Regions from separate parts of the Anser cygnoides genome. Here region 2 is linked to region 1. Evidence: chromatin contacts called from public Hi-C data. All regions are on one chromosome and are shown on one strand. The core of a region is the stretch at or near the end of the contact, and the rest is flanking DNA. Distances in the headings are between cores, read along the strand shown. Region 1 overlaps CENPM (centromere protein M). Region 2 holds the start of LUC7L2 (LUC7 like 2, pre-mRNA splicing factor).

Region 1 (6,807 bases), core at 3,218-5,717:
AGCACGCACAGCCCGGGGAGCAAAGGCAGGCCCTTGTCCCACACGTGGGGAATGGGTCCCACATGTGGGGAACGGGTCCCACGTGAGCGGTTCCTCCAGCCTCACGGTGGGTGAAGTGACTCACACGTGCAAGCAGCGCTGGCTGCATCAGAAAATATCCACCGAAAGTTCACCTTGTGCTTATGTGTGCCGGAAACCCAAAGACGTGTTGATCGCAGAGGCTGCTAGGTGTTTATCTGGCAGACCCGGCAACTTCGGGACGAACCTCTAACACGATGCACCAGGCAACCCTAAGCAATGAAAACTGTGCTCCAGGCAGGTTTGGGCTGGAGCCGACCCCGCAGCAGCTCTGCACAGCCGGGGAGGGGGCCCCAGAGCCAGACCCACCGAGGGTCACGTCTGCCCTTTGTCCTTGCCCCAGCAGCGAGGGGTACGGAGCTGGTCTGGAAGCCAAAGCTGAGCTAAGCAGCCCAGATTGAATTTTGCATAGCACTTACTTGTGGCCAGCTACTTGCGGGAGTTTCAAGCTCACGCACGGGAAGAGTTCGGTGAGTACATTTGACTAGCAGATCACCCTGGGAAAATAAGCGTGCTCCCACAAATGATTCCAAACCAGAAGAAATGATGTTTGCCCAGGGAACTGATTTGCTGGCAGGGTGCATCAGGGTCCCGCCACACATGGACACTTATCTTTGGGTAGGTGCAAGGATGGCCTCCCGGACCCCTGCCAGCATCTTTGGTTTTGGCTGCTGCCCCGTCACCCGTGAGCTGCTGAGCCGGCGCAGCACGGCGGCGTTGGCTGCGGGCTGCGGGACGGTCAGATGCCAAACTCAAGCTGGTTTCAGCCCCACAGCGCTGCCACGAGCTGCTGCGCTGCGAGAGGAGAGAGCCGCACGTGTTCGGGCATGAGCCCGGGATGAGAGGCAGGGAAGCAAGCGGCCGCCGCACCGAAACGGGCCCCGCAGCAGCGAGCTTGTCGCCGCCGCACGGCCGGCCGCGAGGCTCCGGCTGACAGCATCCCCTCTCCTCCCTCTCCAGATAGCAGCACCAGTGCCCGGCTGCCTTTCATGGTTCTGCGCTCGTATCTTGTGCTCCCCACCCGAGGCAGTGCCCCCAGCAACACAGGGATCAATTGCCACAGGGTGTGGGCTTATAAGAACCATGCAGCCATACAGCATCCCCCCCCCCCCCCCCCCCCCCCCCCCCCCAAATGCAGAGGATGAGGATAGATACAGCTTTTTAGCCCTCTAATCATCTTGTCTCTGAGCTAGATAACCAGGACTGTAAATCCCTGGTGATAATCGCAGACACCATGCCTGCAAGCTCTCCCCCAGACCATTCATTTCGCTTGATGATGCTTTAAAGAGACATCTAATGAGGATAATCTGATTCAAATCCCCTCTGCTTTTGGGTAAGCAGAGCAATTTAGTCCCCCTCAAACTCCCTCTTCCCCCATGGCTCTCTTTATTTCCCCTTCTCATATGAATCACTCTGGGGTTTCCTTTGCTCTTTGCATTACTATTTTGATTCTTTGATATGACCACCGCAATCAGCATTCACTCTGTTTAGAACCTAATTAGCATGAAATCAGATTCACTTTTTACTCACATCCTCCTGGCACTACGATGCTGGCCAGTGCTTCGGCTCTCACTTAGGGCGCAGGAACATCGCAGCCTGCTTACAAACCTCCCTCCTCACCTGATTAGATCAGGAGCACTCAGAGGAGAGCCGCACGCTCAGCCCGGCAATCGAGCCGAGCTTTGGGAAGGGGGGAAGGTCTCAATCACGCTCAGCTTTCAGCGCAGAGCAGATGGCGAACGTACCGACTCTATAATTTATAGGACACCATCACTACGTATTAGTCCCATGCAGTGGCTGAGCTAAGCCAAACCGCGCGGGGAGCAGCCTGGCGCAGGTGAGAGCCCACGTGCAGCGGGGCCGGGGGAAGCGCGAGCCCAGAGCAGGGGACGTGACGCCCCGGAGGGGTTACCCCGACCAGGACAAACGCTACGCAGCCCACCAACCCGTCTTCAAAGTAGGTCAGCATTATGCAACAGCTGCACACAAGCAGCTCCGCTCCGTTTCCCCGGGAGCAGAAAACAGGAGGGAGAACTGCTCAGGACGGGCACGTCAGGTTACAACATGGGAACCAGGGGATGGAAAAGATTGAGACAGAGCACCAGGTAGTAAAATTGCTCTCTGCAAAGCGAGGCGAAGGCTGCTGGTACACTCATACGAGGAAACACCATGCTGTTCCCAGAGCTTCCCCAGCTCTGAAGCCTTTGATCTGCTGCTCAGCGTAGCAGCAAGAGGCCCCGAGTCGTGGGGAGGGCGAGGATTAGTTAGGCAACGCCGGCACATGGCTGCGAAGAGAGGTTCTCGGCTGCAGCAAGAGCCACAGGTAGCTACAGTCGGAGCCCAGCTGAACGCAGCGCGGGCTCCACATCTGTCAGCTCTGCGCGAGTTCGAAGAGGGAACAGGGCAGGGGAAAACAACCGCGTACGTTCACGCTGGGGCGATGCCAACACTGCTGTGACATCGGGGCAAGCAGCCAGCACAAAGGGTGGAGAGAGCTGTGAGCTGACCGCTGCCGATAACGGGTGTCTCACAGGTCCCCCAGCCTCAGTCAGAACCTGAGGGCGTGGAAAGGAAAGGAAAATACACCAAACTGCCAAAAATCGGGGGGAGCCTCTGCGGTGTGTCCAACAATCTGGGCTTTTTAGGCATTGCCAGCGCTCACCACAACGCTTCTGCCTGGCTCCTGCGCTCAAACCGCCCGCCCTCGAGCGCGGTGCCTCAGCTCCCCGGGCACAGCTCGCTGCGGCGCGGAGGTGACAGTGGGAGGATGCGGACGACAGAGGACACAGCAGCCCCCGCACCACAGCGGGGGCCCTGTTTCCCAAGGGGAGGCAGCTTCTCGCTTTGTTTTCATCCTCACCCCACCTCAGTGCTCCTTCCTGTGACGTGCAGAGCCCCCGGGGCTCTCGTGCCCAGCCCGCAGCTGCACCTGGGCCGGCGGTGGGGAGGCGCACGTATGTAAAGCACGGGCTCTTTCACACACCGCTGACTTCCCCCCGCCAAGGACACGACGGGGCAGGGGGACATCCACAGCTCCTTCCAGGGCTGCTTGCAGGGCTAGACGTGTCACACAAGCCCCTCGCGATGCGGTGAGCCCGAGGGGGACCGCAGCACCGTGGCATGTGGCAGCTCCTCCTGCGGCCCGCGTGCCACGAGCCCGCGCCGCTCAGCTGCGGGGGCTTCTGGGCAAGTGCCATCGCCCCCTAAGTCCCCGCATCCCACCGCTCCGGCTCATCACATCCAAGCCGGCCCGAGGGGATCCGTCCTGCTTAGCATCGCCGCGCCGTATTAATATTTAACGGTGAGAGAGAGCCAGAGACTTTGATTTCTCCCCCCCAGCCAGCTCAAGGACAACTCGGCTGCGCGGGGAATTTCAGCACTTCAGAAGGTGGGTTTGCCCCAGTTCGCAACAAAACTCAGCCGTGCTGCAAGGCCCTGTGAGAAGGAAGGGAGCCTGGTGTCAGCCTCGCCGCTGCAGGGGCAGGTGGCAAGGGGCAGACACGTCCGAGCTCAGGAGGGTCCCACCAAGCCCCCCTTTACCTTCCCCCAGAGCTGCGGCAAACACCAACCTCAGCTCATCAGGAGAGCACTGTTCTGGATGTGTAACCCCAAGGACACCAAAACACGGTGCCAATGTCAACTCACCCCCATCGTGGAGGACACGGCTCCTGCTTTACGGGCAGTGCCAGCAAGGCACAGTGACTTTTAACACACGTGCCCAGAGCCATGCAAGAAATCACATCCACGGAGGCAAAGCGAGCCCGGCGTTTCTGCTCCGGCTCTGGGCTGTGCCAGCCCTTGCTTTCTCTTGCATACAAATCACTTTCCCCAGCAGTGAAGGACAGCTGGTCACCGAACGGGTGGGAAACGGAGACCACTTGGCCTGCAGGGGAGACGGCCGGGGGCCTGGGCCTGCCCAGGGAGACAGAAGAGCGGGGACATCCAGGTTCAGCCAGAGCAAATATTAGGGGTGGCCTTGAGTCTAGATCTCTACCACCAGTTTCAAGGCTTGAGGGCAGGCAAATCGCCAGGGCTGGGTTTATCTCCGATGGCTGTTGCAGGACAGAGATCATTTACTCCAGGCCCCGTATCAGCGCACGGGCTCTCCCCCCGACAGTACAGACTGGGCACACCACGTGTCTTGCTGCACCTAAAAGTTGGTCTGATTTAAGTGCTGGTGCTGCAAAGCCAGCAAGAAAAGCTTCTCTTGGAAAACCTGGGCTAACAGAGAGCTATAATCCAGACAGATAATGCTAACCATGCTGATTTGTGCTGAAATCTCTTAGCACCTCCATAAGCAGCTCGGCTAGCATGGTGAGGATACAAAATCTTGCTCCTGTGGGTCACGCTGCTGTAGCAGGAGAGCCCCCGTTAGTTTCACTCAGCTCCACCAGCTCAAAAGCACTGCTTCACCAAAGCTTACTTCAGTGCTACTGGTATAAGTCCTACTGTACTAATTAAACTGCTTTCACACTAATTTTGCTGATGCACAGCTGACAAACAAAAACATCCACAAATTGAAGTAGTCAAACCAGCAAAGCTGAGTACTTTTGCCAAAGAGAGGGGGATTTCTTCTAGTACATCTCCAAACAGATAGGGAACTGAGGCACAGAGAGATGAAGAGAAAAAAAACTCCAAAATATTTCTGTTAGTTTAGATTTTAGCCAGCTGGACAAGGTCTTTGGTGATGTTCAAACACAACAGAACCCAAGTGACTAGCCTTAATTCAACTTCAGGCCCTCCATGTGCCTGATCACAGTCCAAACACTACTTTCACAAGACCTTTATCAAACATTAGCGCTGGCTACCCCATCTAGATGAAAGGTATCCTCAGCTGCCTCGTCTGCTCTGCTTTGTTATGTCCTGTCTAAACCAATAGCTGACAGTTCCTAGAGGTATTTACACAGTTGTAGCTGTAGCTTTAGATGTGTCCCAACTACTTTCGGTTGTAAAACATGATGGACCTGAGACACAGTGTCATATTCTTAGATACGCTCCACTTCCCCTGCCAGTTCTATTAAAGACTTTTTCCTAAGAGTAAGAAAAATATTTGCCCCAAGGTGAAGCGAGATGTTGCTCTTAAGGAACTAGCTTTTATTTTGTACCAGCTAGGATTCAGCCACCTGTAGGCAGCACAAACAGCATCTTTCTCCTTTAGAAGTGGTAGGAGAAAAAATCTGTATCTAACACAGCGATGGAAAACAACCCACAAGGTTTGAAGGTGCTGGACAGTAGCGCACCGGGGTTTCGTTCCGGGCGAACCAAAGAAAGTTTCATTTTCACCAGTTAAGAAAGCACAGCCAGAGAAATCGCTCCTGAGGCCTGTAGTTATCAGAGGCAACCGGAGCGTGGCCTAGGTGGCGGAAGTCTCCCTGCCCTACAGCAGTTGCAGAGGACACGAAAGACTCGTTCATTTTTCGTTCTGTGCCGCAGGCCTCCCCTCCCCTCCCCCAGGCTGCACCTGCACGTCGAGAGCGAATCGAAACCAGTCTATTCTGAACCACGGTCTCATTTTATTTTGAGGGACCCAAAGTGAGAGCGAGGCCGAGCCGGCACAGCCAACGGAGAAACCGGTCTTTCGGCGCCATTGCCCCTCTCCAGTGGCGCAGTCGTGGCAAGCAGTGGCAGCGGTGCAGCGCTAGGCCCCGTCCTTCCTACGTGGCCATGAGTGTTTGCACATCTTTCTCCGCTGGGTTTTAGCCAGAGTCCGGCCCTTTTGGACTCCGTAACACAGCTGACTGGTTCAGCTCCTTTGTTCCAGCTGACAACCAACCTTGCGTGTCCTCTGAGCAAGGAGACAGGCTTTGTGCCTTGCTGGGCTGTCTTTGCAAGGACTGCCAACACTCACAGCTGATGAAGCCCGCAGTGCTGCTTTCTGCTCATGGGCAGATGTCAGAAACAGGCTAAGCAAAACAGCACACGCAGCCGGAGCGCTGCACCTAGGGATGTTAAAGCAGACTAGCAGGGATTCAATAAATTACACCAAAGGGGAGCTTAGCAGATTCTCTCAAGACTTCATTTCTACCTGGCATGCAATTTTGGGTAAGCAACATCCCAGTATTTCAAGAAACATGATATTCTGCCAGGTAGTTCAATTCAGTTCACAGTAAGGATGATATTTGGAAAGCTTTTGCCACCACCACGTGGCCGAAACGGTGACTGCAGCCCAGCAAGTAACTGAACTGAACAACATGCAAAATGCAGCAAGGACCAGTTTCACTGCCAGGGCAAGCTGGGGGAACATGTTCGTAGGTTTTACAGCCCATACCACACATCTAAACAAAGAACATACGAAGAGCTATTAAATATTATACATTTTATTAACTTAGAAATCAAAAAATCTGACAGGAAGAATAAGGCATGAGTTACTGCTGATGGGAACCTATTAGTTAAGGGACTATACACAGTATAAGCCCAGTTTCCAAGCCGACACCGTATGTTTTCAGTATGCTGCTATAGTCCAGTTTGCTGTGTTTCATCTCTGGCTAGCCCCAGAGCACAGAGCCTCAGCCCTAAGGATGCTGGAGAGACAAGTGCAGTCCTGCAGCTCTCCGGAGCTCTTTACTTTGGGAAAAAGATCTGATTTCCACTAGAAGCTGCATGTTTCTCCTTCAGTTGCATACCTGTCAGGGCTGTAACACAAAGTGCTGCTACACTCTGAGTTACAACCCTTCTCATTTGTTGACTCGGAGGTTAGATCTCTCTGGAGAACTGCTCCTCGGTTTGCAG
Region 2 (7,061 bases), core at 4,335-6,834, 380 kb after region 1:
GTCACAGAAGGTCCTGTTCCTGGTGCAGACTGAACGGGCAGCTAATTCTGATTTACTGTCACCAATGCCAGACACACCTTCACCATAACACTTTTAGTATAACACATTTCTAAGCAGGATTTCTTCTGTTTTATGCTATGACTGTATTAACACTTGTGAGTGCTTAGTGTAATAAAACCATGTTTAGCTAATGAATTACAAGCAGAATGTAACAATGATATCCTACCAGGCAAGAATATGCCTGTTTGCATCTGAAGTGTCATTCTAAACAGTGTCCCAAAGCTATAGTAAAAAAATAATAACAAACCCCAAATCCTTCACTGTTCCCCTTATGTTTAAGGGCTGAAGTACCAAAAACTTTATAATGAAGCCAGCAAATACACACAATTCACTGAACACAATCATTGCTCTTCAAGCCACCTAATCACTCCTGATTAACAAATTATCTTTTCATGAAGTGTATCTGTTGCTGCTACTTCTGAGTTGGTATCAATTCCACGTTCTGGGTAGGTTTTGGAGAAATTCACATATACAAGATACTTTTTTCCACCTGTATTTTGGTGTTGATCCGTATCTGAAAGACAAGCTCTCAGAGGAGGCTCTTGGCTCCCTAACCTGGCTCTCAGCCTGAAGCTACCAAAATGGTTAGCAGTCCTCCAGTAATGGCAACAACATACTGAGTTCAAAAGCACGTCCTACGTTCCACCTCCAAGTGCAAAACTTACAGAACCAGAAAACATAACCTATATACCCTTAAAATACCAGCCTCAACCCACTGCCCATCATAAGTACTTGTGCAAAAATATTTGCTGCACTTCTTGGTTGACAACATGTCCATCTGTCACCTGCATGCCAGCTACAGCAATACAGCTCCAAGGTGCCGAGAAGTTTTAACCTACCCTAGGAAGGCAAGGCCCCTAACATTTCCCTCTCTGCTCCCCAAGATGGGAATGAAATACAAAGATAGGTTCTGTTGAAGTGAAGGCACTACAGGCAAACGTGAGCACAAATTAAAAAGCTGGTCTGCTGAAGTGAAGCACTACAAACACAAATGCTTATTAAAAAATAGGTTACAAGTTCTAGATTACGCTTCTCTTACCATATAATGAGCTTCACTGAACAAACGTAACTTTAAGATAAGCATGGGGTGTCACTTCAGCTTCTCCGCAACAGAGAGGACAGGAAGGTCCATCAGGAACCACTACTACGGATAACTGAAAGCAGCTAGCGTAAAACTGATAAACTGATTAAGATGTGAACAGATGCCAAATGATATTTTCAGTGAAATAAGAATACCTAGAGCAAGAAAACTCTTTGCTATTATCATCTAAGAACTTGGTCAAACACTCCAAGCAGAGCAGTTCAGCCCAAAGGAGTAGCAGGAGAAGCAAAAGAGGTGCTGACTGACACTTCGTACATATGGGTTCCACGCATCTAAAGGCTCCAAAGATTAAAGCTTCTGCTGTTCATATAGCGTAATATTTGTTAGTAAGCTTGGCAGAACACTTTCACAACCACATGTAAACTTCAAAAGCACATACAAATATACTTGTCTATAAAGAAGACTAACAAACTGCTAGTTGGTCATATTTTTAGACTATAACCTCATTTTGATGTAGTGGCAGTTGTATAAAAAAAGCATTTCTTTGCGAGGGTCGGTCGAGTCCTGGCAGTTTCAAGATGTTGTGTTTAAGTTACAGGATGATTCAGATCTCATCTGGGTCTGCACCACTGTCTAAGGCAGTGACCCTTCTCCACCCTCTGCTTCTAGCCTATTCCTTGCAATGAGTCCAGCATTCACGTGGCGAGGCAGATCAGGTAACCAAGCTGGCAGAAAATCAACCCGTTGAGCAAGATACGCTGATTTGAGACAAAATGGGATCTCTACAATCAGGCCTTTTAGGGAAAACTTGGCAATCTTACCCAGTTCTGCTACGCTCTTAAAAAAAAAAAAAACACACACCCCTGGGGTACTAGTATCAATTATATTAACGTTTCTTTTAATAAATGAAGTCACTTACAAATTAACTTGGGAATGATCCTTGCACTAGGATAACTGTTACGTTTGCCAGAGAACAGAGATGACAAAAACAGGCATACAGAAATATGTAATGAACCTCTGAGCTAAAAAAAAAAAAAAAAATCATTTAAAAAATGATGCTTTATCAGCCTATTCCTGATACTTCTGAATGACAAATTCACGCAGCCCTGGTCCTCAGCCATAAATTCAACTTCAACTAACCTCTTAACTACTGTCAGGTGTTACAAAGCCATTGAGTTTAACGGCTAATGGTGAAAAACATCATAATATGAATAAAATATTGGGATGCAAGTACGTAAGGTCAGTGACTTCACTTCAGCGCTCGTTATTTCTCAATATTTGGGAAACCCATGCTACATACTCAGCAGTTTATATTTAAGCCTCTCTAGGTATGCCAGCTTATCAGTGCCCGCAGTGACATACTTCAGAGTACGCTGTTTTCCATCTGTAGTCATGACTATATTCAATTAGTCCAGCTTTTTACTGACATCTCAATCTAAGCTGCATTTATTTACTTATTTGGGGTATGGTCCACGTCCAACCCAGTCTTTTTTACCTCTTATCAGAGAAGCACGCAAGTGAACTTCAGGTTAGGTAAATTTATTTAAGATGTTGAATACCAAACCGCTCATTTTTAAATAATGTGGTTTTGCAGGTGCTTCACAGAGCTCTCTTTACCCGTCATTTACAGCACAATTTCACCATAGCGGCTTTAGCAATGCAACTGCTTTTTAGATATCCCCAATTGCCTCTAAGAACTGCAACTCGCCAGGAACACCTACACAGCACCTGCCACGTCCCTTCTACTCCACCTCCCCGCCAGGGAACGGGAGGGCACCAGCAGGGTGGCTGGCAGAGCCCGTCCAACGGCACACCCCAGCAGGTACCGGGCAGCGAGCGATGTTCCACGCGTGGAGAGGTGTCGCCTGACTGCAAGCGTGTCTGCCCCGCTGCCCAAATTCAGACCAAGCGTTTGATCTGCCTTTTCTAATATAACTGAGAATTTTAATGTGAAGTCCCTCTTCCAACCAAAAAAAAAAAAAAAAAAGACAACCAACCAAAAAAAATCCACCAGACTGCGTAGAGGGTAACATTCTGTTGATTGGGAAATTCAAAGGCACTTTGGTAATTTTGAACAGAATATAGAAATGGTATTTTTAGAAGCATTTTAAGATCCATTCTATTGCCAGGTAGAGCAAAATATAAGGCAATGGGGACAGGTGAGGAAACAAGAGCTCCACTCTACCAAGAAATGCCACACTCTAACAAAAAGCCGTGATTTGCATATTACTAGAAACAAGAGTATTTGTCAGAGGTGATGGGGGAGCGAAACAAAAAAAAAAAGCCAAAACCCACTACTCACAAGGCTAGCAATATTTCAGTGACCTTGAACCTGGCCTTGAATTTACAAGGGTGCCAGCTTCACAGAAAATGATGATTTTCAGTCCCTGGGAGCACTCTGGTTTAAATAATGCTCCACTGGAATTTTTATTTATTTTTTAAAAAGAACTAAAATGGTGTTACACTGAGATCCCCAATTCTCCACCTAATCCAATAATAGAAGCCAGTATTGCAAACAGCCTTTTTTCCTTATCCTTCCCCATCCCGTCAACTTTGTTTAGATGCTTCCTCTCAGTAAGCCACTTTCACTTCAGCACCCGCAGCTCCGGATTTACAAGCTGGGTGGGAGGGGGCAATATAGTTATCAATAAAATGACTGCTTTCTCACAAAGCTAAGGGAAACCTAGTATGCGATTGGTTTTCCTAGCTTAGGTCTTAAGTGTAACTGTCATTTAGCATCTTTAAGCAGCTCTCACATGTCAGTCGCCCTTCTTCCACCGCCAGCGGAAAACGCATTCAAAAACTGCAAAAGCCTTCACCCCTTTTAAGCTTCCTGTGCAGTCTTAGGTACCCTTTTGAGACAGCCAGCTGGGTGCTAGCGCTGGGAAGCCTTGAATTTCATGAGCACCATGTTACATGGCCAAGCTGAGCACTCACACCACAACAGGAAGCATTCAAAATCTTCTGGGATGAGACAAAAAAATCACTCCAAGTCAGATCCTGCACACTGACTACTCGCTAACCAGCCTTGCTCTCGAAGGCAACCTCTGCATAATAGTAAATTTCCTATGAGGTTATCGTGCCCCTGTTTAGAACAGCTGTAAGCACGTAGCAGGAAGCATTCATGATATCCTGGGTACGTGAAAACTTGTTACATTTATTTAAAATTCCAAACCCTATCAAAAAAGCTGAAAAGATCATATTGCCCTGGTTCCAAGAGATGACCGGCACGTGCAAAGTAAATCCCAGTTCATATATCCTACCCAGTGCATGGGAACACAGATAATCATTAATAAATCACGAAGCTTCAACAAACACGTAGCATACCTGCGAGAGTGAGTACAACATGCAGAACACTAAAATCATCTGTAACCACAGTCTACCCTCAGGGGCAGCATTCTCTTGTTCATAAATGAGATACTACACATCACACCAGGGCCTCCCCTTCCCTAGCAGTCGCCACACTACCTACACTTACGGATCACTGCCGTTCAAACATCACTGTGGAGCGTGAAAAAAAAAATAAATCTGAGAACCTGTACGCAGTGATAATTTTCTATTTCACGATGTGACCGCAAAGTGATCAGAAGCCTGATTGTAACTACCGTGTCTCTCTGTCTCAGGATTACTGCCTCTAGGTGTTAAAACGTGATTTTCTTTAACAAAGGGGAAAAAAAAAATAGGGGGAGTTCATCCGCTGGGAGCGACTAAACCCTCTCTTTCAGAGAGCAGCAGGCAGACCCACCCAGCCGGCAGAAATGATGGTTTGGGTCAGACTTCAGACTACAGTGACACGAGCGCCCTGCTCCGCCAAAGGGGGGGGGGGGGCTGGGGCTGTTCTGCCCGCGCCCCCCCGCCCGGCCGCGGCTGCCCGCTGCTCCCCGCGGGGCCGAGCCACGCGGCCGGGCCCTGCCGCGGCGCGGTTCCGCTTCTCCGGGGGCCCCGCGGGCAGCGCTCGGCGGCCGGGCTGGGCCTCAAGAGCGGCGGCGGCCCCCGGCGGCCGCATCGTCCCCGCGGGGCCCCGGGCCCGCTCCTAGGGCGGGCGAGCGGGCGGACAACGGCGGCGGCTCGTCGGGCCCCCTCCCGGCCCCCGCCCCGGCTCCGAGCGCGGCCCCGGCCGGGGGGCGCTTACCGTCCCGGGACGTGCCCATGAGCTGGTCCAGCATGGCGCGCATCTGGGCCTGCGCCGACATCTTGAGCGCGGGGGGGGCCCGGCCCGGCCCGGCCGCCTCACGCCGACTGCGGCCTACAAGGCCCGAGGCCCGGCGCGGCCCGAGGCCCTCCCCCTACGCGTCACGGTGCGGGCCCGGGCGGAGCCCCGCTTCCCCGCCGAGGGCACGGGGGGGACGCGGAGGTGCAGCGAGAGCAGCGGGCGCTGACGCTGAGGGCGGAGCGGGGGAGCCTCTGCCCCGCGCCCGGCTCGGTGCCGCCGCCGCCTCCCCTCCCCCCGCCGCTCCTCCCGCCTGCCACGCGCGCGCGCGCCGGCGCTAACGGAAACCCGCGCGCACGCGCCCTCCTCCTCCTCGCCTCCCACCTCCCCGCCAACGTCAGCGCGGCCGGCGCTCGGCGCCCAGCCATTGGCCGCGACGCGCGGCGCGGTGATTGGCGGGGGGGCCCCGCGGAGCCGCTGTGACGCGAGGACCGCTCTGGGCGCCCCGGAGCCTCCCCCCGCGGCCCGCCGCCATCTTAGGGGGCAGCGCTGCGGGCGGCCGGGCGCCTCGCGTCCCTGCCGGCCTCTGCTGGCCCCAGCGCCCCGGGCCTGAGGGGCTGCTCCGCCCGCCCGCTGCCCCGGGGCTGGGCTGGTGTTAACTAAGGGGAGAGGCGAGCGAGGGCACGCGTTGAGGGGAAGCGGTTTGGCTCGCAGCGCGTTTCTGACAGCACGCTTTGTCTTCCCTCCCGGCAAAGCCCAGCCAAGCGCTCTTTTGTTGGTCGTTCTTTATTAAGCTCCTCCCGCAATTACAGCCCAGCCTCGCATTTACAGCCGTTGTAAGTCACCCTTGGTACAGGTTTCTTAAGCATCTGGCACAGAACAAGCCTCTTCTGACAACTGAAACCAATGTTTCTTTCCTTATAAAAAGAAGCTTGCTGTTCCAGGTCGCAGGACAAGAAAACAGCATTATCGCTTGGACTGTAACTCACTGTCGTCTGACTTACACATCTGGTGTTACTGACAGGCATCACTTCACTGCTTAAGGAAGCTTCTCCAAGATTCACAGTGAAACAGGCACAAAAGGCCTAGTCTGAGCCAACCACTTCAAGACATTCAGAAATTTGCAGTTCACTAGGAAGCAGTATTCTGAGTCATTATCACTAGGTCATTGCCACGGATGAAAATCTTCAAGGTGAGGAAGTAGTACAGCAGCACTCACAAGAACCTTCTAATGCCCCAAAGAAAGGGCCTTTCCTTTGGGAATTGGAATTGGAAATCGGGCTTTTCCTTTTCCATTGGAAAATTCCCAATGTACAGAACATGGCAGGAAAACCCTACAGAAAATGGGCAAATCCCTTCACCTACAGATTTAGGGGAAGAAAAGAAAGTTTTAACTGCCTTACGATAGCTGGACAGTGAGGTTTTTAGCCTAGTTTTCTATTATAGGTAACCCCTTCATTCCCTGAGGCTGCCTGTCACACCGGACACCCAGACGAAGAGGCAGGTCGGATACACTCGATAACCACCGGGAGGGGATCCCCTCTTGCTCCCCTTTCACCCCACACCCGCTGACTGAAAACCTCCAAGAAACACAAGCCAGCAGGGCCTCGGCGGCTCCCCTACCGGGGCACGTTTATTGGGGAACCGACGGCAGGCGCACGGCGGCCGCTTCAGCCCTTCCCTCCCGGCTGCTGGGGCAGGCGGAAGCCCACCAGGCCGGCCACCTCCTCGGGCGAGCGCTCCCCCCTGCCGTGGTACTCGTGGTGCAGGGCGGCCAGGTGCCGCACGCTGCGCAGCAGGCACAGGTAG

What was found. A called contact is a pair of places that touch in the nucleus more often than the background predicts.
Region 2: a Hi-C map of liver shows a contact between it and region 1, with 12 times the contacts expected there. The contact joins the promoter of LUC7L2 here to the enhancer-like site in region 1. A contact is called at or near these places in 2 of 7 Hi-C or Micro-C datasets (both in liver).

What each region holds. Positions count from the first base shown.
Region 1 is chr1:44,130,299-44,137,105 of Taihu_goose_T2T_genome, forward strand. CENPM (centromere protein M) reads right to left here. Exons shown (of 6, transcript XM_048078878.2): 6 at 6,378-6,807. Among named protein-coding and RNA genes, the nearest start is that of TNFRSF13C, 5.0 kb to the left of the region's middle. Within about 2 kb of position 4,468, at least 2 of the 3 cell types and tissues checked have open chromatin away from gene starts, as enhancers often do. A contact at or near this core is called in liver, where this site is marked.
Region 2 is chr1:44,505,507-44,512,567 of Taihu_goose_T2T_genome, forward strand. It overlaps LUC7L2 (LUC7 like 2, pre-mRNA splicing factor), which reads right to left and starts at 5,585. Exons shown (of 10, transcript XM_048078893.2): 1 at 5,235-5,585. The coding sequence starts at 5,295. It overlaps FMC1 (formation of mitochondrial complex V assembly factor 1 homolog), which reads right to left. Exons shown (of 2, transcript XM_048078896.2): 2 at 6,859-7,061. The coding sequence ends at 6,923.